Linked DNA regions of Zea mays: regions 2 and 3 are each linked to region 1. A link is a contact called in public Hi-C data. All regions are on one chromosome and are shown on one strand. Each heading gives the region's core, a stretch centred on a gene start, on an enhancer-like site or on the middle of the called end of the contact. The rest is flanking DNA. Distances are from core to core; before and after follow the strand shown. Region 1 holds the start of LOC100281111 (protein kinase). Region 2 holds the start of LOC103629244. Region 3 holds the start of LOC100193441.

Region 1 (3,321 bases), core at 433-2,932:
GCCCACCGTGCCCTCGGTCACCTCCCCCGCTCACGGGATGGGATGGGAGCCACCGGCAAGACGGTCGTGGCCAACAACAAGTGGGCGCGCACTATAGTCAGCCACACGCCCACACAGATCTTCTAGAAGACATGTTGGAATCCTGCATGCATGGTTAGTCGATCCACTCATCATCCAACAATAAATGGCTGACACATTTTAGAGCTTCTTCGCTTCTATCCAATTCATATGGATTAACGAGGATTGAGAGGTTTTAATTTCTAGTAAATCCAATTTTCTCCCAATCAATACCAATCCTTTCCAATATATATTGAATTGAAAAAAAAACTCGTGGAGGCTTCTGCGACTGTGCCTCTAGCTACGTATTTATAAAAGACTCCACCCGCTCAGCCGTTGATTGTGGAACGAAGGATTTAGATTTAACTTATGCATTTCCATGGTGGTGGCGAACTGGTGGCGCGCGGCGGTCAACCTAACAAACTTGCGCGCGGCGGTCAACCAAACAAACATGCGCGCATGGTCAGATCGACCTGCAATTAATTTGTCCGTACGTGATCTTGTTCGTTGTATTGGCCTCTAATAATGTCCCTGAGAGTCAACTGCCCCAAATCAGACAGTAGTCGTCGTCGTCGTCGATTCCTAATTAGGTCAACAAAAGCTGCACCGACCTTTTGCGATACTAGTCTCAATCATTTAATTTTAACCTGGTCTAAAATCATATGGGCCGGGTGCATATATACTAGCTAGCTCTATGTGTGCTGTGCCAGGTTAAGAGACCTATACATACATGCTACAGTTAGCGTTACAGTTTAGCAGAGGGTGACGACGGCGGCGTTACAGTTCAGCATGGAGACGACGATGTTGCAGGTTCTCCCTGCTCTAGCTAGAACGTAGGTAGGACTAGTATGTAGCTAGCACTGCTTGCCATGCATGTGTTGAGTACGTAGAAATATCGAAAGATTGCACGTTAAGATTGCTTAGCTTATGACTAATTCCGATCAAGAGTCGTCTAAGACTAAGAGTGTATATTGTCAACAAGCTTGCTTGTGGGATGCCTGCGTTCAGAGGAAAAAAGCGTGCAGCAGAACAGGTCATCTGCTGATCCATTCATTCATCTCGATGGTCGTCGATGCATGAATACAGAAACAGAAATGATCAATGAGCAGGCCGGGTCTCTTTTTGGAGCTCTAGTCGTCTGCCCAAGCAAGCTGCGGGGCATGCAGGCGACTCGTCTTCCTTCTCTAGCTAGAAATTAAACTGGAGCAGCTAGGTAGCTATGGGACATGCATATCCTCATCCTCTAGTTGATCGATTGGCATTTTATCTCCACCACAACGTTGCCCTGCATATGCGCCATGTGCTGTGCTCCACACACAAGGCCAAATGGCCCCAAAAGCTCCATTCGTCGGTCTCCACTAGGAACAGTACCGGGCCCATATATTGCATGTGCATCCCATCACCACCCCCCCAAATGCATCCATGATCCACACGCACACGCCCATTATTCTCGTCGTCTCTCGCCGCAGCCACACATATCCAGTCAACTACGGCCGGCTGGCTGCGCCAAGCCGCCAATCGCTAGCTAGCTGGTCCTCTTCTCGATCGACATGCTCCATAACTTAGTCAACGTACTCCATGGCCCCATCCCCATATATACGTGCATGCAAGCCGAGAGGTTCCTCAGTCGACGCGACGCTCGACGGCACGGCAGCAGAGAAAGCCAACAGCATGGCTCCACCACCATGGCCGGTCGTAGCGCTGCTGCTCTGCGCCGCGCTAGCGTTCGCGGCGCGGCCGAGCTCGGCCGTGGACCCGGTGGGCACGTACTGCGCCAAGAACTTCACGGGCGCGCAGACGCAGGCGAGCATCGCCCAGGTCCTGGCCGCGCTGGTCCCGCGCGCCTCCGCGGCCTACTACGCCACGGCGACGGCCGCCGGCGGCGGCGGCTCGGCCACCATCTGGGGCCTGGCGCAGTGCCGCGGCGACGTCCCGGCGTCCGACTGCGCGCTCTGCGTGGCGGCGGCGGCGCGGCAGGCGGCGGCGTCGTGCCGGGGCCAGGCGGACGCGCGGGTCTGGTACGACTACTGCTTCCTCCGCTACGACGACGCCGACTTCCTGGGCCTGCCGGACACCGGGTACGCGCTCATCCTCATCAACACCATGAACGCCACCGACCCGGCCGCGTTCGACCGCGCCGAGCGCAGGCTCATGGCGCGCGTCGCTGCCGACGCCGCCAGCGCCGGGCTGGCCAGGGAGACGGCCAGGTTCGGCTCCGACGGGACCACCATCTACGGCCTCGGCTGGTGCACCAGGGACATCACCGCCGCCGACTGCGGCCTCTGCGTCGCGCAGGCCGTCGCCGAGCTCCCCAACTACTGCCGCTTCCGAAGGGGCTGCCGCGTGCTCTACAGCAGCTGCATGGCTCGCTACGAGACCTACCCTTTCTTCTTCCCGGTCACCGGCGCCGGCGCCGGCGCCGGCGCTGACGCCTCCTCCTCCCACGCCGGCGAGTACGAGACTGTCGTCTTGACGAACCACAAATAGCAGTTCCAACTCTCAAGCTAGCTAGTAGTGTACGATTACGCTTCCTGTTTGTTAATCGCGCGCGGTAAATCAATCGTGCAATAGCTATATGTCACCTATTATTTGTTGCACTTATGATGATAAATGTAGAGTAAATAAATATGGATGCTTGCTTGTTGCATCGCATGCAGAACTGTACTAATACAATATATATATAGATGATGGAAATTGTTGCTGAAATTTAATCAATTAAATGCAAGAATCTTCAAATCTTCATGTGCTTCACAATTACAGCATGGACTAGAGATGGACATAGCTGCTCTGGCGGTCAAACTAATTACAGCATGGATCGGACGCGAAATGCGCCCTGCGCTACCGGAATTTCTCTTTTTGCCGAGTACCAAATATTTTATCGAGTGTTTTTTTCGAGCACTCGGCAAAGAAGCTCTTTGCGGAGTGCCACGAAAAACCTCTCGGTAAAATAAAACACTCGGTGAAGAAGCTCTTTATCAAAGAGTTTCTTTGCCGAGTGTTTTTTTGACACTCGGCAAAGAACTTCTTTGCCGAGTGTCAAAAATATAACACTCGGTAAAGAGCTCTTTGTCAAGTGCTTTTTTTCCAACACTAGGCAAAGACAATTTAAAAATCATATTTTAAAGCAGTAAATTAATTCAAATGAAAAAGTTTTCAACTACAAATTTGTATAACTTATCATGATGTACATTTTATATTTTGAACATTTCTTTATATAACAAACTAAAAATAAATTTGTTCATAAAACCTATATCTCTCTTTATG
Region 2 (3,547 bases), core at 220-2,719, 170 kb after region 1:
CGCGGTCCGAGCAGAGGAGCAGGGGCGCGGCTGGGGAGAGCGCCATGGGAGAAGGGGAGGGAGAGAGAGAAGCGTGCGGGGACTGCTCGGCGAGCTGCGCGCAGGGAAGAGAAGAACAGGGCGCGCGACGCTGGAGATAGCAGAGGGAAACTGCTCGCGTGTTCCAGGGAAGAAGACGCACGATGGAGAAGATAAAGACGCAAGGAAACAGCGGTGGAGAGAAGATAGGAATGTAGGATATTTTCTCTTCTTTTTCTTTTTACTCTCTTTAACCTAAAAATCACAGATATTTTGGATCGGGATTTTTAGTGCTGTGTACAGACCGACACGCTACACGAATACACATTTCATTCTCCGGATTTGGCGAATCAAATTGTTTAACAATTGCTTATATCCAAAAACTTGGATCCGGACGAGAAACCATAGACCGAAATAAACTAATTTCGGCTTCATTATTTCAATTTACGACTGATTTCATTGAAGTCGAACCGATTAGCAATTATTTGAGTTCGGCTCTAATTATCTTTATCTGTTTTAAATGATTTACTACTAAATACTCATGATTATCAACCTCGTGCAAGATTTCTCTCAAATAGCGCGCGATCCAATTTATTTTGCACTGAGTATTTTAGTCGTTGAGTTATAATAAATTTATTTAAGACACGGATCGCACTGGTAGATCGAGCTTCCAAGTTCGTATTTGCGCGAGCGATGTATTTTAAATAATCACCGGACGCACCGATTTTCGGAACAACGATGTTCCGAACATCACGAAAATTTAGGAAGAACCCGGATAGATAGAAATAAAAACCATGTCGTACTCGCGACACACGAAACAGATGCGATATTAAAATCGCGATAGGCGAAGATGATTAAATTTTAGCATCTGTTTCATTCACTGATATTACATGTTTAAATCCATACTCGTTATCGAGCGGAATATAAACACCTGGAATGTTACAGTCCATGCGCATGCCAATCCAAGGACGAAGAGCACCAACGGCAAGCGCCCAGATGACGGCCGAAGCGGCGGCCGACGGCATAGCCGCCGCCACCTTCCAGGCGAAGGCCACGGTGAGCAGCCACACAGCGCCTCGCCCGCGCTCTGGCTGGGACCCGGGCGCCGCGCGCTCGTAGTCACGGAGGCAGCGGAAAAGGAGTAGCAGAGCGGCGTACGAGCCTGTTACCAGTAGGATGGAGACGAGGTCGCCCCACACGCGGTAGATGGCGACCCTGGAGTTGAGGGTCAAGAAGCCGAGGCCGGCTGTGGTGGCCCAGGTCGGAGGGAGGTTGGCGTTGTCGGCCATGGATGGTGGAGGTGCGCGTGGGGGCAGAGGCAGAGGGCGCTGACGTAGTGACGCCGCCGACACGCCTTTTCTCTCGAGTCTTCAAGTCTAGGAGCGACGGGTCAAGGACTCAAGGCTCACAACTTCACATGCTCTATATGAAAGGCGAACGTGTGGGCGCCAATTTTCTGGGCTTTGTTTTTCACGAAGAACACACTTGCGTTTGTGGACGGGAATTTATCCCGTGACAATCAGGAAAGCACAGAAAATGGTAACCTCCGGTTCGGTTTTTGACCCCTAAAAGATTGTATGATACAATTCTAAGATTCTGATCATAAATACAACTAAAACATAATATGTATGAAGAGTCATCAAGAGTCTGCCTCCTGTTTTTTATTCACATAGTTTATTAGAGACCTTTAAAAGACTATATTAAATAAGGTTATGTATGCCCTAAGTTCTTAATTAATAGTTCTTAATTAATGCATGCATGTGGTTTTATGTCATTGAAATTTAACTACAGCGCTGAGCGTAGTCTATTGGCTCATGTATTATACTATGGAAACAAAAAACTACACGGTTGTTCAATTTAAAGGGTAAATGTAAGAAAGGGACACCACTATACATGTTCAAACAGTGCAGGTCAACTGCTAACGGTCCATGCTATGTGTTACAAGGAAATTGGAGGATTTGACGGAGAAAAAAACACCTAGAGCTGGTTTGGTGACAAGATAATTAAAGAGTATTGCATGAGAAGAAATTTCTTGATATTCATTGAATAGCAAGTGGGCACCTGTGCTATCACGGTTTTACCTTTGTTTAGAAATAAACAATAATTATATTAAAAATAGTGTTTAGAAATAAACAATAATTATATTAAAAATAGTGAAGAGTGAGCACTTAACCCATGCCTCTCTGCTCCAAAAATTTAGGGCTAACCACCAAACCACATATACCTTAGTGTTTACATATAAAAATAATTATATTTGAATAAATATCCCAATACCTATCCATATGATATATAAAAACCGTAGCAAAGCACGATAGTCAACATATTAATTATAATGATAATGTATGACAATACACAATGTTATAGACATACAATATATTTTTTAAAAAATATTATTATACATGTTAGCTCGTGTGACCCACCATTAAGGGCAGATCTCATTGCCATATGGCTTTCATATTTGACATCACTCTTATAAAAAACCCTTATATTTCTTTGTAATCATCCCACTGTACAAGTGTCTCCATCCTAATAATTCACAATGCTCTATCCATCACTGTGCCTCACCCTCTCGCAGAATCGAAGCCGCAACCTATCCTCTCTCCCCCTCTTGGACCTTGTTTGGATACTCTCATATTTACCATAATCCACATATATTGAAGTGGATTAGGTTATAATTTAGTTTAAGTTACACCTTAATTCAGCTCAATACACATGAATTGAGCTGAATGCGAGAGTATCCAAACAAGCCCTCAATGGAAACGCCTCCCCATCTCCTCCATCTCTTCGCCTTGCTCTCTGGCTCTTGGTCCCCTGCTCCCCCAGCACAAAAAACTGATAAATGTATGTTGGTTTATTATTTACATCGGTCATAAAAAGAAATCAACATAGATTATCTACTTTATGCCGGTAAAAAAAGATTGACGTAAATAAACTAATTATTTACATGGGTTCGTAGGTAGCTAAAGTAAATAAGTTTATTTATATTGGCTTGTTTGAAACTTTTATTTAGCCGATGTAAATTAGGGTTTGTTTGTTTGAGATTATAATATGCTCCGATTCTAACTTATTTTAAAACACAAAACCGGATCATGCGCACTCTCTCTCACTCCCTTTCTCAGATTTAGATCCACCATCGTTGTAGCCACCACCGTCCACCGCTGGCTGCTCCCACCCGCCATCGTCTGCTCTGACCCTCCCCTATGCGGCCGCATGGGAAAGAAGAGTGGGTGGTCTCGCCCTCCCCTCCGTCGCTCACTGCTTCCCTCCCGCTGTTGCATGCTCCGACTCTCCCCCAGGCGGCCCTGCCAGGAAGTTATCTCAGTTGCCCACCACATCTGGCCGTGGAACTACCTGTGCTATTCGTCAAGGTGAGCCCGCCCGCCCTCAATCCTCTGCGAATTAATTCATTCTAGCTAGGAGGTAGATAATTCAGTTCAGAAGCTATGTACATAATTGGTGAATTAGAGTCATGATTCTTTAGTAGCTAGATCCTAGGTGAATCAGCGAGTATATCTCTACTACTCTAAAT
Region 3 (3,452 bases), core at 813-3,312, 190 kb after region 1:
ATTGCTCCTTTTATTCTTCCTTACAATTTGGGTATTACAACCTAACACCTTGGAATCGTGTATACTGATAGATTTGCATGTTCTTATCATGTAGCATTGCAAGTAACTAACATGACCATCTTACAATTCACTCCCATGTTTGTCCGTTGGATTGATATTCAGATGCTGCTGCTTTGTTTTCAAGACTCGGTTCAGCTGCTGATAAGTGCAATGCCATCAATAGCCAATGCAAGGTAATCTTTTTTTCTAACTAATAACTGAAATTGCTTATATATTATTCAAAAACTACATGTGTATTAATGAATTGATCATTTTAAAAATTAGCGCATTATATTTGTATCTTTCAGCTTTATCTGTGATCATGTCTTGAAAACAAAATTGCTTAGTCATTTATGTCTTGAACACAAAACTTGTCTGATTCAAAATTTGTTTCTGGCATTCAGGCCTATCTCAGTGCGATCATCATCTATCTTTACACACATGATTTTCAGCAAGCTCAAAAATGCTACAATGACTGCTTAGAGTAAGTTGTACATTGGTGGATTTTGTATAACAATATTTGTGCCATGTGCTATTTTGCCCCCATCAAACCATGAAGAGTAAAGTAAAGTCGTTTAATAGGGTTCAAGCCTTCCTCAATAGCGACCAGAATCGATGTGCAATGAAGCTATTGTCTGCTTATGAGGAAGATGATGCTAAAGAAATCAAACGCATTGCTCAATCAAGTGCCTTCAATCACCTTGACCATGTGGCAAAATCTCAGGTTGGAGAAAAAATCATGGTTAAAGTAGTGTTCATTTCAATCTCCATGTTGTCTGCGTAAGTGTACAACATTTCTGGTATCCACCCCATCCTCATCACACGCAAGTTCATACGTCCCTAATTACATAAATACTATTTTTTGAATGTCAGCTTCAATTTAAATGCAGAGAATGATAGGTCGAAGTAATATCTTTGTGATAATCTGGTTCCAGTTAATGAATTTGTAAGATCTCATATTTGTAGTTTCTAAAAGTTTTGTTCAGCAATCTCTGGTCCTTGCATGAAAAGTGAATTAGCATCAAGTTTTGATCAGTTTTGTGTTTCTCTTACAATGTTTGGAATTGTGATTCTAAAATATAGAGCTTGGGCCCTTGGCAAATAATAGTTTGGTAAGTGCGCAGTCTACAACTTAGCCTTATACTTCTGATTTTGTTTGCATATTGTTTCCGAAATGGGAAAAGAAAGGCCAAAGGTTATCTAATGCAGCAGCCTTATACGAGTCATTCAAAGCTTAGGAAGAAGACTCCAGGAGCAGCTTTAAGAAACAAGAAAGAAATTATCAGTGTCGTGTGCCAGTCATCAGACAACTTTTTTGACCGCCAACTCCAAGCGATCTGACAGATTATTGTATAATTGCGCCGTTGGAATTGTGTCTATGGTCTGTAGCCTGTTCGGCGTGACTCAAAATATAAACCTTTGGATATACATGCAACAGTCTTCAAGCTGTTATGTAGTAGTTCAATTGTTTTGTTCATTATGGCTTATCAAAACAAGATCTAAATTTTATCTGTTATTAAACTTCAGAACATGTGTATATATAGTTGTTTTGGCTAAACATTATCACCATGATTTTATTATACTTCTTTATACTGCTGAGATTGTGCATTTTGCCCGAATTTCAGATAAAACTTCTTGTAGATAACTGTTCTAATCTTGTGAGGATGCTAATATTTATATTTAACATTGTCATTATTTTTAATTTGATGAAAGTGCGTTCTATTTTTATGTTTGCAAGGTATGTAAACATTTCCTTTAGTGATATTAACAAAAATATAGAATAACAATTAGTGTTTTTGTATATCAATACATTTTTATCATATCAATTTCATAGTAACGCACAGACCTATACCTAGTAAATATATATGTTAGCTGGCTCTCTCGTAAGGTTATGATATAAATGGAGCGGATCTGCCCCGCGGGCCGCTGGGGCATGGCCGGGTCGTGGCCCATATAGCGGTATTTGGTTTGGGCCAGGATATTCACATTCGCGTTTGGGGAGCTGGCGAGACCGTGAGGGCGAGGCTGCGCCTGCGCGCGAGCGAGCGGTGGCCGAGGGGCTGTGCGGCGGCGGGCAGCCGGCTGGGGCACTCGCGTAGGTGCATGTAGTACTCGCGCAGCGGCTCAGGCACGCACGGGGCTTGCTTTGGCGGTGCTGCTGCTAGGCGCTCGACGCCGGCGGCTCGTCACCTCGGCGGTGCGCTGGTGCTGGCGTGCTGCTGCTAGGCGCTAGCAGGGGCGCGAGGGTGCTGTGTTGCTGCTCGGCGCCTTAGAGATTGAAGTGACTCAGGTGAGGAACAGAGGATTAAGGTGAGGACTTTGTTTTGTATTGTACATTTGACACATTATGTTTTGTATCGTGTATATTTGTAGTTTTGCCATATTGAAATCGGCCCGGGGCGCTATTAAATCCTAGATCGGCCATAGGGCTTCTTACGCCGTTGTTGATGCTAAGGCGATGCTCTATGGCCAGTGGCTAGGCGAGGCCTGTTGCATCTTGCTCGTGTAAGCAAGCTGTTTGATGTAATACCTCAACGCATCTTCCTATTTGAACTGCATTCAGTTTCTTGCGTACCTGATGCCAGAGTTCATCAAGGGAACTTTGATGATCTTATCTTGCTTGCTAGTTTCATAGCACAAATGGATTTTCAGGCTTTAGATTCCTGCCAGTTTACATGCTCAAATTATTGTACTAAAGGCTGTAGCCATTTTGCTGTGCTCTTGTATTAGCACAATTATCCTTAAAAGATTGTTTTCTCTCCTCCCCCCTCAATCCTGCATTGTTTTGGTAACATGGTGCTACTCCGTTCACAGGTCAGACTAGCTAACATCAGAATGCCTCCTCCTGACCTCCTCCATCTCATCCACCTTCAGCTGCTCTATTTCTGCATTGTTGACGTGAGAGTTGGTCGACAGACTCTGATGCATTTGCCTTGCTATCATTATAGTTGTAGGTATGCAATGCAGACCTGTGGCGGGTCACATATAAAGAAGCAATGTTTTCCTCAATCCAAATATTTTTAGTTCATGTATTCTAAAACATGCCTTAAAATTCGGTACAACTGTTCATAATGGAAGCTGATACTCAGATACACAAGGGTGCTCCCCCCGATTTACTAATAACATAGAAAATACATGTAGTTCTTTCTGCGTCTGACAAGCACAGCTAAAGTTACATATAAACTAGGGACACATCTAATGCTTGGATGGAATTTCTGAGAAGATAGCATGAATCCGAGATATTCATATAGCAGCCAAAGTAACTTTTGAGGACAAATGTGCTTTCTTCCCAAAGGTGAACTTAGCAGTCAGAGCAGCAGCCTGTGGGCTGTTCCAAGGCCATGCATCGTTCAAGCAAGCAGATCATTAGCTAGTTTTGCTGTCATTTTACAGTTTTCGGTTGGCATTATTTT

Evidence for each region. Hi-C and Micro-C count contacts between places; a contact is called where the count stands out from the background.
Region 2: a Hi-C map of leaf mesophyll shows a contact between it and region 1, with 2.1 times the contacts expected there. The contact joins the promoter of LOC103629244 here to the promoter of LOC100281111 in region 1. A contact is called at or near these places in 5 of 25 Hi-C or Micro-C datasets (bundle sheath, leaf and leaf mesophyll).
Region 3: a Hi-C map of ear shows a contact between it and region 1, with 3 times the contacts expected there. The contact joins the promoter of LOC100193441 here to the promoter of LOC100281111 in region 1. A contact is called at or near these places in 4 of 25 Hi-C or Micro-C datasets (ear, leaf and tassel).

The regions. Positions count from the first base shown.
Region 1 is chr6:44,436,016-44,439,336 of Zm-B73-REFERENCE-NAM-5.0, forward strand. It overlaps LOC100281111 (protein kinase), which reads left to right and starts at 1,683. Exons shown (of 1, transcript NM_001154030.1): 1 at 1,683-2,763. The coding sequence starts at 1,729. The coding sequence ends at 2,544.
Region 2 is chr6:44,603,000-44,606,546 of Zm-B73-REFERENCE-NAM-5.0, forward strand. It overlaps LOC103629244, which reads right to left and starts at 1,470. Exons shown (of 1, transcript XM_008650415.3): 1 at 848-1,470. The coding sequence starts at 1,307. The coding sequence ends at 873.
Region 3 is chr6:44,621,112-44,624,563 of Zm-B73-REFERENCE-NAM-5.0, forward strand. LOC100193441 reads left to right here and starts at 2,063. Exons shown (of 2, transcript NM_001138560.1): 1 at 2,063-2,329. LOC118472177 (a long non-coding RNA gene) reads left to right here and starts at 178. Exons shown (of 3, transcript XR_004850118.1): 1 at 178-233; 2 at 444-523; 3 at 622-1,514.